Linked DNA regions of Mus musculus: region 1 is linked to region 2. The links are chromatin contacts, called in public promoter capture Hi-C maps. All regions are on one chromosome and are shown on one strand. Each heading gives the region's core, a stretch centred on a gene start, on an enhancer-like site or on the middle of the called end of the contact. The rest is flanking DNA. Distances are from core to core; before and after follow the strand shown. Region 1 holds the start of Zfp873 (zinc finger protein 873). Region 2 holds the start of Tle2 (transducin-like enhancer of split 2).

Region 1 (5,487 bases), core at 2,233-4,732, 470 kb after region 2:
TTAAGCAAACAAATATAATGAAATACAGGAAAATACAAACAGGTGAAGGATATGAATAACACTGTCTGAGACCTGAAAATGGAAATAGAAGCAATAAAGAAAACAGAAACTGAGGCAATCCTGGAGATGGAAAACCTAGGAAAGAGAACAGGAACTACAGACACAAGAATCACCAACAGAATATCAGAAATTGAATACAGAATCTCAGGCAGAGAAGATATGATAGAAGAACTCGATACATCAAACAAAATGAAAAATCTAAAAAGTTCATGACACAAAACATCTAGGGAATTTGGGACACTATGAAAAGATCAAACCTAAGAATAATAGGAATTGAAGGAGAAGATCCCGAGAGCAAAGGCCTAGAAAACGTTTTCATCGCCATCATTGAAGACTGAGATCCCTGTAAATGTACAGGAGAGTAACAGGATCCCAGGAAACTTTTAATGGCTGTGAGTTAGGGAGGGCTTTGTCTTCCTTCAGGGACACACTTCCAATGTCCCCTTTAAACATTTTCTTCATGCTGGTTGGTGATGGGAACACTTTTAATCCTAGCACTGATGAGGCTTAGTCTGGTAGACTTCTGTGAGTTCCAGGCCCTCCTCCTTCACAGAATGAGTTCCAGGGCAGCAAGAGCTTTCTTGAAAAAATAGGGAGAAAGCAAAAGAAAACGGAAAAATTTTGAGACAAGCATTTCCTTTCTCCAATTTTACAATTCATCAATCTCTGATAGAAGTAGATCATGAATGAACTAAACCCCCCACATAGAGATGGCATTTTATATTAGGTGGCCTACTAAATTATAATTTAGCAGATTAAGTACTCACTCATAGGGTAGGACACAGAAAACAGGAAACAAATAAATTAACTGAGAAGGAAACTATATTACAATGTACTTTCTCCATACCTTGTTTATGTCAAAGTCACTAAAAAAATGGAAATAAAAGCATGGGTTCCTAGGACATCCTTGGGCAGAAACAAGAATGAACTTCAAAAGAGGAGTCACAAATATATTAAGAAAAAACAGGCATGGAGAGTAGCAGGGCAGGGCAGGGCAGGGCATGATGTGAGGCGTTGAGACCCAGCTTTGCCTCTGTCTGCAGCCTTCAGCTCTCATGGCTGCTCACTGGTGGCACCTCTGGAGCATCCAGCAATCTCTTCCTTTGGTTTGCTTTGGATGTGTGCTTTCCCATGGTTGGCTCTTTAGGCTGTTGCATATTCACTAGAGCCTTCACAATGTGGAGGGTAAACAACAACATAAAAAACAAAACAAAAAACCAATGTGGAGGGTTAGGACCTCTGTTAATACCTGAATATCTTTTGGAGGCACATGACTACCAAAATATGCATAATTTCTGATAATATTCATTTTCTGGTATTATATTAAAGGCACTTTGTAAAAGGGAAGACCACAATATTGAAGGACATAAAAAAGGTTTAGAAGATGTAGAAGGTAATTTTCATGTGCAAGAGGATATACTCATGTACCTCTGAAGAAATTGTAATATAACCTGAAGTTTTAAGGAAAAGCTACAGTGTAAATAAGGCCAGCTTTGTGATGCTTTTTTTGTTTGTTTGTTTTTGTTTTTTTCTGGCTGTCCTGGAACTCACTCTGTAGACCAGGCTGGCCTTGAATTTAGAAATCTGCCTGCCTCTGCCTCCCAAGTGCTGGGATTAAAGGCATGTGTCACCACTGCCCAGCGTGATGCTTATTAAATTCTCATAATGCCACATACCCCAATGCCAGGTACCTGATCAATGTTTTGAGGGCATTTTTTCTAAGAAACAACACAAGGAAAGAATGCCTTAACAGATGTCACAATTTTAGTGATAGCCACATGAGAGCCATGTTGTACAACTGCCTGTCCATTTGGGTTCACACCATTCAATTATTGTAAAAGGCATAAGCATTGTTGAGTGTGTGCCTTAGTTACGGTTCTATTGCTATGAAAAAACACCATGACCATGGCAAGTCTTATAAAGAAATCTATTTAGTTGGGGCTGGCTTACATTGTCAGAGGTTCAGTCCATTATCATCATGGTAGGAGCATAGCAGTGAGCAGGCAGTCAAGGTGTTGAAGGAGCCAAGAGTTCTACATCTTGATCTGATTGTACCCAGTACAGGACAGGCTGTCTTCCCTAGGTAGCCACGAGGAGGCAGTCTCCCACACTGGATGAAGCTTGACCATAGGAGCCTCAACACCCACCTCGCTAAGTGCCACACATCTTCCAAGGCCATACCTACCCCAACATTGACACACCTGAGTCGTGCCAATCCCCATGGGCCAAGCACATTCAAACCACCACATTCCATTTCCTGGCCTTACATCCTTGTTTAAACACACAAGTCTATAGGGGCCATCATAGCCACAATGCAAAAGTCCCCATAGTATATCATAGTCTCAACAATGTTTAAAAGTCCAAAGTTCAGAGTCTCTTCTGAGACTTATGCAATCTCTTAACTGTAATCACCTGAAAAAAAATCTCAATCATAATGGAAATTGTGTATTTTCAACATCACAGGATGCACATGACCAGTCCAAAATTATAGTGAGGAAATACTGGACCAAAGCCAGACCAGAAATCAGCTGGGGAAACGCCAAACTCTGCATTTTCATGTCTAATCTCTAACTCCTTTCAGCTTTGGTGACTGAAACACAATTCTTTCTCTTGGCTGGCTCCACTTCCTATTAGCAGTTTTCCTTGGCAGGTATTCTATGGCTCTGGCATCTCTAATATAGTCTCCGAGGCAACTTCAACTTCACACCTTCTTGTTCCAATGTTGGGGATCCACACACATTATCTTCTGGGCTCCTCCAAAGGGCTTGAGTCATATCTCCAGCTCTGCCCTCTGTAGCACTCTGCGCTGTTCTTGGTGATCATCCCTTGGTTTTGGGCTCTCCAGTATGCTCTGGTCTTGTGCTCCAACTAGGCTCCATCAATAGCCTCTCAGGCAGACCAAGAGATCGGGAATGTAAAGGGTAGATGAAAAATAAAAATACATCCCCACCCCTAGGTAATCTAAATGGTTGGATTATAAAGGGAAGGGCCGCTGTGGGAAGCAGGGCTGTAGAAGTTCAGGGTAGGGTCGGGGCATGCCAGCCAACTCTGTAAGCAGTATGGACTGAGGGATGCAGGGAGAAGTTGACAGACAGCCTCTGCGCTGATAAAGTACCCACCTTAGTTTTTTATCCCTGGTTGTAGGACCTAACATTCTGTGCCCAGGAGGAAGAAGGGGAAATACCTACTGTGTGAAGGAGAAGTGCCGGAATGACTTTGCAATCCAGGCACAAGTTCAGCTGCAATGCCAATCTCCACAGCTCTGGGAAAGTTCTGTCCCTGCAAACCACTGTGCATTGTCCCTGTAAGGCACTCTTGACTCTAGAGTGTTAGCGCCTGTCACAGAGGCCTTATTAACCAATCAGAGCCTGGATTCGGACTGCCAGTCAGAACGGAGGCGGGCACTTCCGCCACCATGCTGCAGGTTTGACTGTGAGTCTTAGGGAAGCTCTTGTGGTTCTGTGTGCTGCTTTTTCAACTGCTGCTAGGAGCTGTGAGGAGAGTGGGTGAGCCCGGAATCCGCACCATGGTGAGCGGGGCCGCCGTCCCCACGCGGGGAGGATCTGCGGGAGCCCGGGGTGCGGGAACCGGCGGCGAGACGCGGGGCCCGGTGTGATTCCCTTTGTTCCCCCTGAGGTCCCCTCATCTCCCAGGCGGAGGCGGGACCTCTGATCGACTTAGTTCCCCTCTCTGCGCCTGCGTACAACTTGGGACGCCGGACCTGCTGTCCGCAAAGTGCAAAGCACCATTCAGTGCACGCGCATGCGCGGGTTTCACGGTAGCCAGATTTTCTGACTTGCAGAGCTCTAGTTTCTCTAGAGTCTTCTAGAAGTTCTTCACTTGGCATTTGCCATTCAGGTGTGGGCTCCATCTCCAGTGAATTCTGCGCAGGTGTAAAGTCTGTGCTATTAACACATTCGCATGCAGATGCCACCGTGGTCCAATCCCATGTGTAAGACCAGACTTACTGGGTTACCTACATTAACTGTGTTGCTGTTTCTGAGTGCTCTCTCGTGTTTTGTTGGTCTCTTTCTTTCTCAAACAGCACAGTCTTTATCGCAGGTGTAGGGTAACTTAGAAGCCAGACGGTGTCACTGTGCTGTTTATTCAGCCTTGTGTGTTCATGTTTTCTTTCATGCTGACCTTTTGTCATCGGCTTTCTGTCGTTCATTGCAGAAATCGTTAGACTCTTTAGTGGACGTTTGTTGAATCCATAGCTCAGATTGTGTCCTGCAATAATACTGAGACTTCTTGTCTACAATCTTGCAATTTCTCTCCTTTGATTGAATTCGTTGATTTTTTTTTTTTTATTATATATTTATAGTTTTGGCAACCGATATTTGTCCCACTTCTGTGTATTTCTGGCCATTTTATCCATGGTGACATATAAGAGATATGGGGATCTGTACTTTTAATTTACTACATTTGTTTCTTGTACACAAGTGTTTGGCTTTCTTGTATTTGTGTTTATCAGTTGGGTGTTTGGTGTCCATAGAAGACCAAAGAGGCCATTAGATGTCGCCACCAGGATCTAGGAATAATTTTTTACCACCATGTTAGTGCTGGGAACCAAACCCAGCTCTTCCACTAGAGCAGAAGTCTTAGTTGCTGAGCCATCTCTTCTGTCTTAAACTTGACAGACTTTGAAAAATTTGCATGTGAGTGTGCCCATTTCACAGGCTGAAAACTGAGGGTTAAGGTGATTGAGGTTTGTTAAAAGTCTTGTGTTTGGGAGTTGGGAGATGTCTCAGAGGTACTGTTTGAGACTCGGTCTGTTTGACACAAGCTAGAGTCAGACTGGCCTGTGGGCAAATGTGTAGGGTATTCTCCTGATTAATGATTGATATAATAGTGCTTACCCCACTGTGTTTGGTGCCACCATGGCCACCAGTCAAGATCATTTGTACTTTTGTGGCTAGGAACAATTGCTGAGGACCAGCCTCAGTTGTTTTGGGGTTCTTGAGAATGGGAGGATTGGACCAGTGTGAAGTCAAGAGTCTCAGGCAATGATGCAGGCTCAAGCTGACAGGTGACTCATAGTTGTTCAGAAGCTGAGCTCAGAGACAGCTTTCTGGTTTGTCTTTTCTTTTTCTCTCTGAGTTCATCTCAGGCTTTTATTGGTTACACACTTCCTTGTTATGCAGTAATACATAATCCAAAGCCTTTTCATTACTTTTCTCAAGCACATTAGTTTTTCTGAAAAACCTCATGTAACTATGCCACCAGAAAGCATAATGCACACCCAAAGACACAGTTTAGTGTCTGCTAAAGCAAGTTTTACATTAACCTTTATCTCTCAGAAAAAACTCCACATCACAGGTCATCTAGGCATGAACATATGGTTATAGCATTAGCATGAAAACAGAATGGTGCCTAAACAGGTCAGGATAATGTTAATATTTTTAACTTGTCTAAAACTTGCAAGAT
Region 2 (5,879 bases), core at 3,292-5,791:
CCCCCCCCCCCCCCCGCCAAGACAGGCAGGGAACTGGGGCTCGGAGGTCACCCGTGAGCCCTGGCCAGCAGGAGGGGACCGGCCTGGCTGGTGGCCCAGTGGCTCAGCTGGGGGCGCGGGGAAGGGGAGGCTGGCGCTGTCGGAAGCCAAAGGCTTTGGCCTCCCTGAGGGAGTCGCTTTCCCGGCCCGGGTCGGATCAATGGGCTGTAATTATACCGCGCCGGGCCGGGAGCCGATGGGGAGGGAGCGGGAGCTGGCAGGAGGGAAGCGGCGGGCGGGGGCGCAGACCCACGTTACTTTGATTGACAGCCAGAGCAGATGCGGCGCGCGGTAGCTTCTGGGATTCGTAGTTTTTGTTGTTTTTTTTTTCCGGTCCAGAATGCTTGCTCGCAATAGCAATGTCCACTCTGGTAAATTGAGGCACACCCGGCACCTCCAACCTCACAACTCCCTGTAAACCTATTCTACCCCCTCTTGTGATCTAATGGGTCAAACTAACTAAGCTTGGGAAGTTAGCTGGGACAAAAATCAAATCGCAGCCATTCCCTAAACGGCCAAGTTGCCTTCTTTGCCTCAGTTTGTTTCTATCTCTGAAACAGGCCGAAGGAAGCTTTGGCTGCTGAGCCTTGGCAAGGTAGCCACCGAGTTGAAGGACTTACTTTTATTTTTTTTAATATAAAATGTTTTGAGACAGTAGTCCACGTTAAGCTCGACATGACAACGGTCCTCCTGCCTCAGCTTCTCAAGTGCTGGAATACCAGGAATCCGCTACCACGGTCAGCTTCAAGGGGCTTTTACTTTTAAAAGGGGGTCCAAGATCCTCAGGGACCACCACGCGGGGCCCCACTCACGAGGGGTGGGGGGTGTCGGGGAGGAGGAGCTGCACGCCCCAGCCCCATCGGGAGCTTTCCTATTGGACTATCCCAGACCACCGTTCTCTGTTATTGGCTACAGGGTACCCAGCCTTCATTGGCCAGTGCTTTTGGTGACGTCAGAGACCCATGTGGGATCTTCGGGAGCTGATTGGCTGGCATACCCGACCAACCAAGGAGGAGATAGACGGGTCCCTCGGCAGCGGGGCGGCTAGTCTGATTTAAGGTGGTCCGAGCAGTCCCGGCTCTGAGTAGTAGATTTTTCCCTTTTCTGTTTTTTATTTGCACCGCGCAGAACTACGGAGCCTGTGTGCACACTGAGGCAGGGGCGCACTTTGAGGCGCTGAGCCCCACTTTGCAAAGTGTAGGATCCATGACCAGGCTGAATGGGAAAAAGTGGCCCAGGAAGGTGGGAAATGCTGAGGGTGCTCCCCACTTCGGGTGTGGTGTCTGTCCAGGGATGGGGTTCAGGCATTCTAAAAGGAAACCCCTGATCATATCCTCTGCTTCCACGGAAGCTCAGAGGCTGTGGCTTCCCAGGCCGCACAACAGAGGGGCAGTGGCCCCCTTCCAGGAGCTCCCACCCTCTAGGAGGCTCCCTTTGGCCTTGGGTTCCTTCACAGTTGCCCTTCTTTGGGGAGGCTGCAGCGGGTGGCCTTGGGCTGATCTTAGAATAAGATGGAGATAGCTTTAGGGGGGAGAAGAGATTCCAGGAAAAGAGAACTCAAATTAGGTCATTCAATCATGACAGGGTACCTGAATAGGGGAGGGTAGAGGGTGTGGCCAGCACAAATAGTGCTAAGAGGGAATGTGTCCTCCGGGTAATAGAAAACCAGCGGAGAGTGTATAGGCTTAGAGAACCGAGGTTGAGGGTCACTAGCAGGAAGGGTGCTGCGTGGGACATGGGGGTGGGGCTGGTCTGAGCAAATCTTGGCAGTGTAAGCACGGTGACACACACCTGCGACCCTGACTCCCCAGATGAGACCAGCCTGGGTTAGATTGGGAAACGCAACCAATAGCAAACAAGCTTGATTTGGGGAGATGGTGAGGGTTGGCAAAGGCGATAGCTCAGGGAGTGGAGATTCTGGAGTCCCGGGGGCCTCTGGGGATCAGAAGTTCTCAGACACCAAAAGCCGGGAATCAGGAACCGCTGGGGCCTGGGGACAGCTTGTGGGACACTGTTTTCTCAGACTTCCCAGGAGCCAGGTGTGTTCCTCGGTCTGCAAGGGAAAAATGAGTAAACAGTAAAGCAGAAACTAGGGCTGAGGAGTAAGATGCCGTGTTTCTAGTAGCAGGTGCTGGGAGGCGCTTCAAGGCACCAGCACAGGCCTCTGCAGGGGAGAGGATGAGTGGCCAGAACCTGAAAGAATGGTCCATGTAGAAGGACCTACACCTTGTACAGCGCCTGCGACAGCCTTAAGGCTGGGCAACGCCTAGGATGCTGGAGAGTATGGCGGTCCAGATACTGAGAGTGCTCCACCCCTGGCCATGGCTCCAGCCACTTACTGGAGGATGCTAGGGTGGGGAATGGGGTGAAGGGGGGCTCCACTACTAATCACGCCCCAGCCTCCTCGCTGGAGGATTCTAGGCTGGGATCCACCCTTGACCACGCCCCCAGTCCCCTCTCGGGGATTCTGGCAGATGCTCCAAGGAGTTACAGAACACTCATTCTCAGAGGGCTAACTGTCTAGGTCAGAAAGACTGTCACTTTCTGGGCCCACGGACTTTGTAAAGTTCCATCTACAATGTTAACCTTACTGAGCGCTCTCCCACACATATGATCGCAGTGGCTCATGTTTGTTCCTCTGTCATCGCTTGTCTAAATTGTTGCTTTTCATACAGCTCCTGACCAGCCAGCTGTGATCTTGGCTGCTCTGTGGCTCATCTCCCAGAGTTTGATCAGAGAGAGCTCCATTCTGTCCTTTTATCCTGGAAGTCCTAGGTTTTCAGCTAGTATCCTCCTGCTGTAGAGCGCTGGCCCCGTGCAAGTCTCATAAAGGCCCCTGTCCTCTGTAGCTGACTTAGCTGCCCACAGAGATCCAAACGTTAATGTGGATGTGAGGTCTTTCCCCTATGATTGTTGCCCACTGTTTCCCAGTGCATAGTAGTTCACAGTAGCACCAGGCATACATTTATTGATTGATTTAATGATGGACCAGAGCTCAGGTTTCTTTCCTTGGTTTTTTTTTTTCCCTCCCTCTCCCTGAGACAAGGTTTCTCTGTGTAGAACCTGGTTGTCCTGAAACTTGCTCTGTAGATATCTTAGTTAAGATTTTACTGCTGTAAACAGACACCATGACCAAGGCAATTGGGGCTGGCTTACAGAGTCAGAGGGTCAGTCCATAATCATCGAGACAGGTGCATGAAGGCCTCCAGGCAGGCATGGTACAGGAGGAGCAGAGAGTTCTGTGTCTTCTTCTGAAGGCCCCTAGAAGAAGTCTGACTAAGGCACTTGGCAGAGCTTCAAAGCCCACTCCCAGAGTGGCATACTTCCTCCAACAAGACTACACCTACTCCAACAAGGCCACACCTCCAAATAGTGCTACTCCCTGGGCCAAGCATGGTCAAACCACCACAGTAGACCAAGCTGTCCTGAAACTCAGAGAGATCTGCCTGCCTCTGCATTTCAAGTGCTGGGATTGAAGGTGTGGGTCCCCTCCTTCCTCTTCTGAGGTCTAGTCCTGCCAGAGTTGGAAACAAAGGATGATTCCTGGGGGGAAGGGGGTTTCCATGGTGACAGGTGGCTTCTCAGCTCTGGGGGACACCCTTAAACTTGATGGGATGTAGGAGGTGGCCTGATGGCACACAGAGGCCTGTTGTCCCAGCTACTACAGGGACTGAGAATTCCAAGCTCAAGCTTTGCAGGGGCAACTTAGCAAGGCCTTGCCTCCAAAAGTAAAAGGGGGCTGGGGGCGTGGTCAAGAGTGGAGTCTCTAATCCCTAGTGAGGGGCTGGGGGCGTGGTCATGGGTGACTTCTGCCTAGAATCCCTCGGTGAAGGGCTGGGGGTGTGGTCAGAGGTAGAGCTGCTGCCTAGAATCTCCCAGTGAAGGTCTGGGGGCGGGGTCAGTGGTGAAGCCCCTGCAGAAGATTTTCTAGTGTTCCGGTTCAAGATACACAAGAGTTCTATGCACTAAGTTTAAAGAGTCTGGTCCTTTAGGAGCCCAATCTGGATAGAGGAGGCCACCCAGTTGGCTGGTGGTGGCACTAGCATGCAAGTCTGTAGTGGGCTCTGAGCCTGACCAAGCTGCCCTGGGCTCTGTCCTGGATCTCTCCAGAGTGGGGCAGCATTGGTTGACAAGCATAGCCTGGGTCTGCTCTTCCTGGGACAGGTGTGTATCTCTCTCTCTTTCGATCTTGGGGATGTTTATCCTTCATAAGGGCATAGTGTCGCTGTCCCAGAGAAGCCACTTGCAGCCCCCACGGCTCCAGAGGCGCGCGCACAGAGATTTTTTTTTTTTTTTTGCCTAATTTCTCTCCCCCCGGTTTTTTTTTTTTTTTTGAGTGGGGGTGGGGCGGGAACACTAGGATCGAACCCAAGCCTCAGTTTCCCCAGCGGGTCTTGGAACCGAAGAAGCAGAGCAGGCGGGGGCGGCGGTGCCACCTTAAGGCGGGTCCCGCCCGCGGCTCCCAGCCGAGCCCCGCGGAGGGAGGCGGCTCCGCAGCCACTGAGGCCACCAGCGCCGACCCCGGGCGGCGGCCACAGACCTGCGGCGCTGACTGCAGCTGCCCCTGGGTTGTACAACCCCGGACGCGCTGGCTGGAGGGGGGGCGCAGCGCGGGGTCCTGGTCCCCTGCCCCGACAGGCTCTCCCTGGCTGCTCTTTCTTTGCGTAAAAATCCCTCCCCCAGCTCCGGCTTCTCTCCTAGCTTTTCCAGGCTCAGTCTCCTTGCACCCCAGCTCTAGCTTAGCACCCCAAATTCTACTGCCTGCTCCTCCCCGCACCCAATTCTCTCCCCAGCGCCACCTCTGCACCTCAGCGTCCCTTTGCCACATCCTCAAGCCTCCAAGAAGCTGGGGGGGTCCATTCTCTCACCCATCCATCAGCAGGATGTACCCTCAGGGAAGGCACCCGGTGAGTACGGAGACTCCCATCTCTGGCTGCAGGAGGTGGGGACCAGGGAGGGGACTCCTGCCTGCTGTTGCCCTGGAACTCACCCTAGTGTCCTTTCCCACTCTCCCCCTCAGACCCCGCTGCAGTCTGGCCAGCCTTTCAAGTTCTCAGTACTGGAAATCTGTGACCGGATCAAAGAGGAATTCCAGTTTCTTCAAGCTCAGTACCACAGGTGAGGGAGCCCTAGTTCTGGGCCCTGGGAAGCCCCATGGGGGTGAGCGGGGACTCTTGGAGGGGCGTGGTTTCTAGGGCAAGGGGCGGGGCTCATTGGGCCTACTGGAGGGCTTTCTGGTGGAGGTGGTGCCCAGAAGAGTGTGAGATGAATGGATTCAGGGAAAGCCTTCCCTGAGAATGTTTTGGTCCCAGGAGTAGATCTGGGCTCGAGAGGACTGGGAACAGTTTCTAAAGGAATGGGGAGCCAGCAGCTTCTGCCTGTCACTGTGGAAACTGACCCATGTGGGGTGTGGCAAGTCAACCCCCATTTTTGTCTATTCTTCCTGCCCAGCCTCAAGCTAGAATGTGAGAAGCTGGCCAGCGAGAAGACAGAAATGCAAAGGCATTATGTGATGGTAAGGAGTACCTGCCCATTCTGCCCACTTCCGTGTTCTCCCTAAAAAGGGCAGGCTGGGATACCAGGCACTGTTCTGTGGGTCTCCCCCCCCCTCCAATTTGGGGGACTACCTGATTGTCCTATCTCTCTGAGCCCATCCGTGATCCATCTTGTGGGTTCCCTGTCTGGGTCTCCATGGGGCTCAGGGTGTTTGTGTCTTGCCCTGATACTCGTACCACCCCCTCGAGGCTGCACCCCATCAGTGTCCCCAGGGTGGCACCAGCTATCCACACTGGCCAAGACTGTCTCCTTTGCAGTACTACGAGATGTCCTACGGACTCAAC

Evidence for each region. Capture Hi-C pulls out chosen DNA fragments and counts their contacts.
Region 1: a contact with region 2 is called in a promoter capture Hi-C map of liver. The contact joins the promoter of Zfp873 here to the promoter of Tle2 in region 2. A contact is called at or near these places in 1 of 39 promoter capture datasets (cranial neural crest), 2 of 484 Hi-C or Micro-C datasets (cardiomyocytes and nephron progenitors), 5 of 115 datasets of contacts at active chromatin or transcription factors (acute myeloid leukemia, embryonic stem cells, stem cell-derived neural progenitor cells and 1 more) and 1 of 9 other capture datasets (liver).

The regions. Positions count from the first base shown.
Region 1 is chr10:82,044,641-82,050,127 of GRCm38.p6, forward strand. It overlaps Zfp873 (zinc finger protein 873), which reads left to right and starts at 3,483. Exons shown (of 4, transcript NM_001319203.1): 1 at 3,483-3,589. The coding sequence starts at 3,587. Gm46195 (a long non-coding RNA gene) reads right to left here and starts at 3,408. Exons shown (of 2, transcript XR_001779681.1): 1 at 3,249-3,408; 2 at 1,807-2,946.
Region 2 is chr10:81,570,746-81,576,624 of GRCm38.p6, forward strand. Tle2 (transducin-like enhancer of split 2) reads left to right here and starts at 4,542. Exons shown (of 21, transcript NM_019725.2): 1 at 4,542-4,946; 2 at 5,060-5,157; 3 at 5,491-5,554; 4 at 5,784-5,879. The coding sequence starts at 4,923. It overlaps Gm31936 (a long non-coding RNA gene), which reads left to right. Exons shown (of 4, transcript XR_380626.4): 3 at 695-776; 4 at 955-1,108.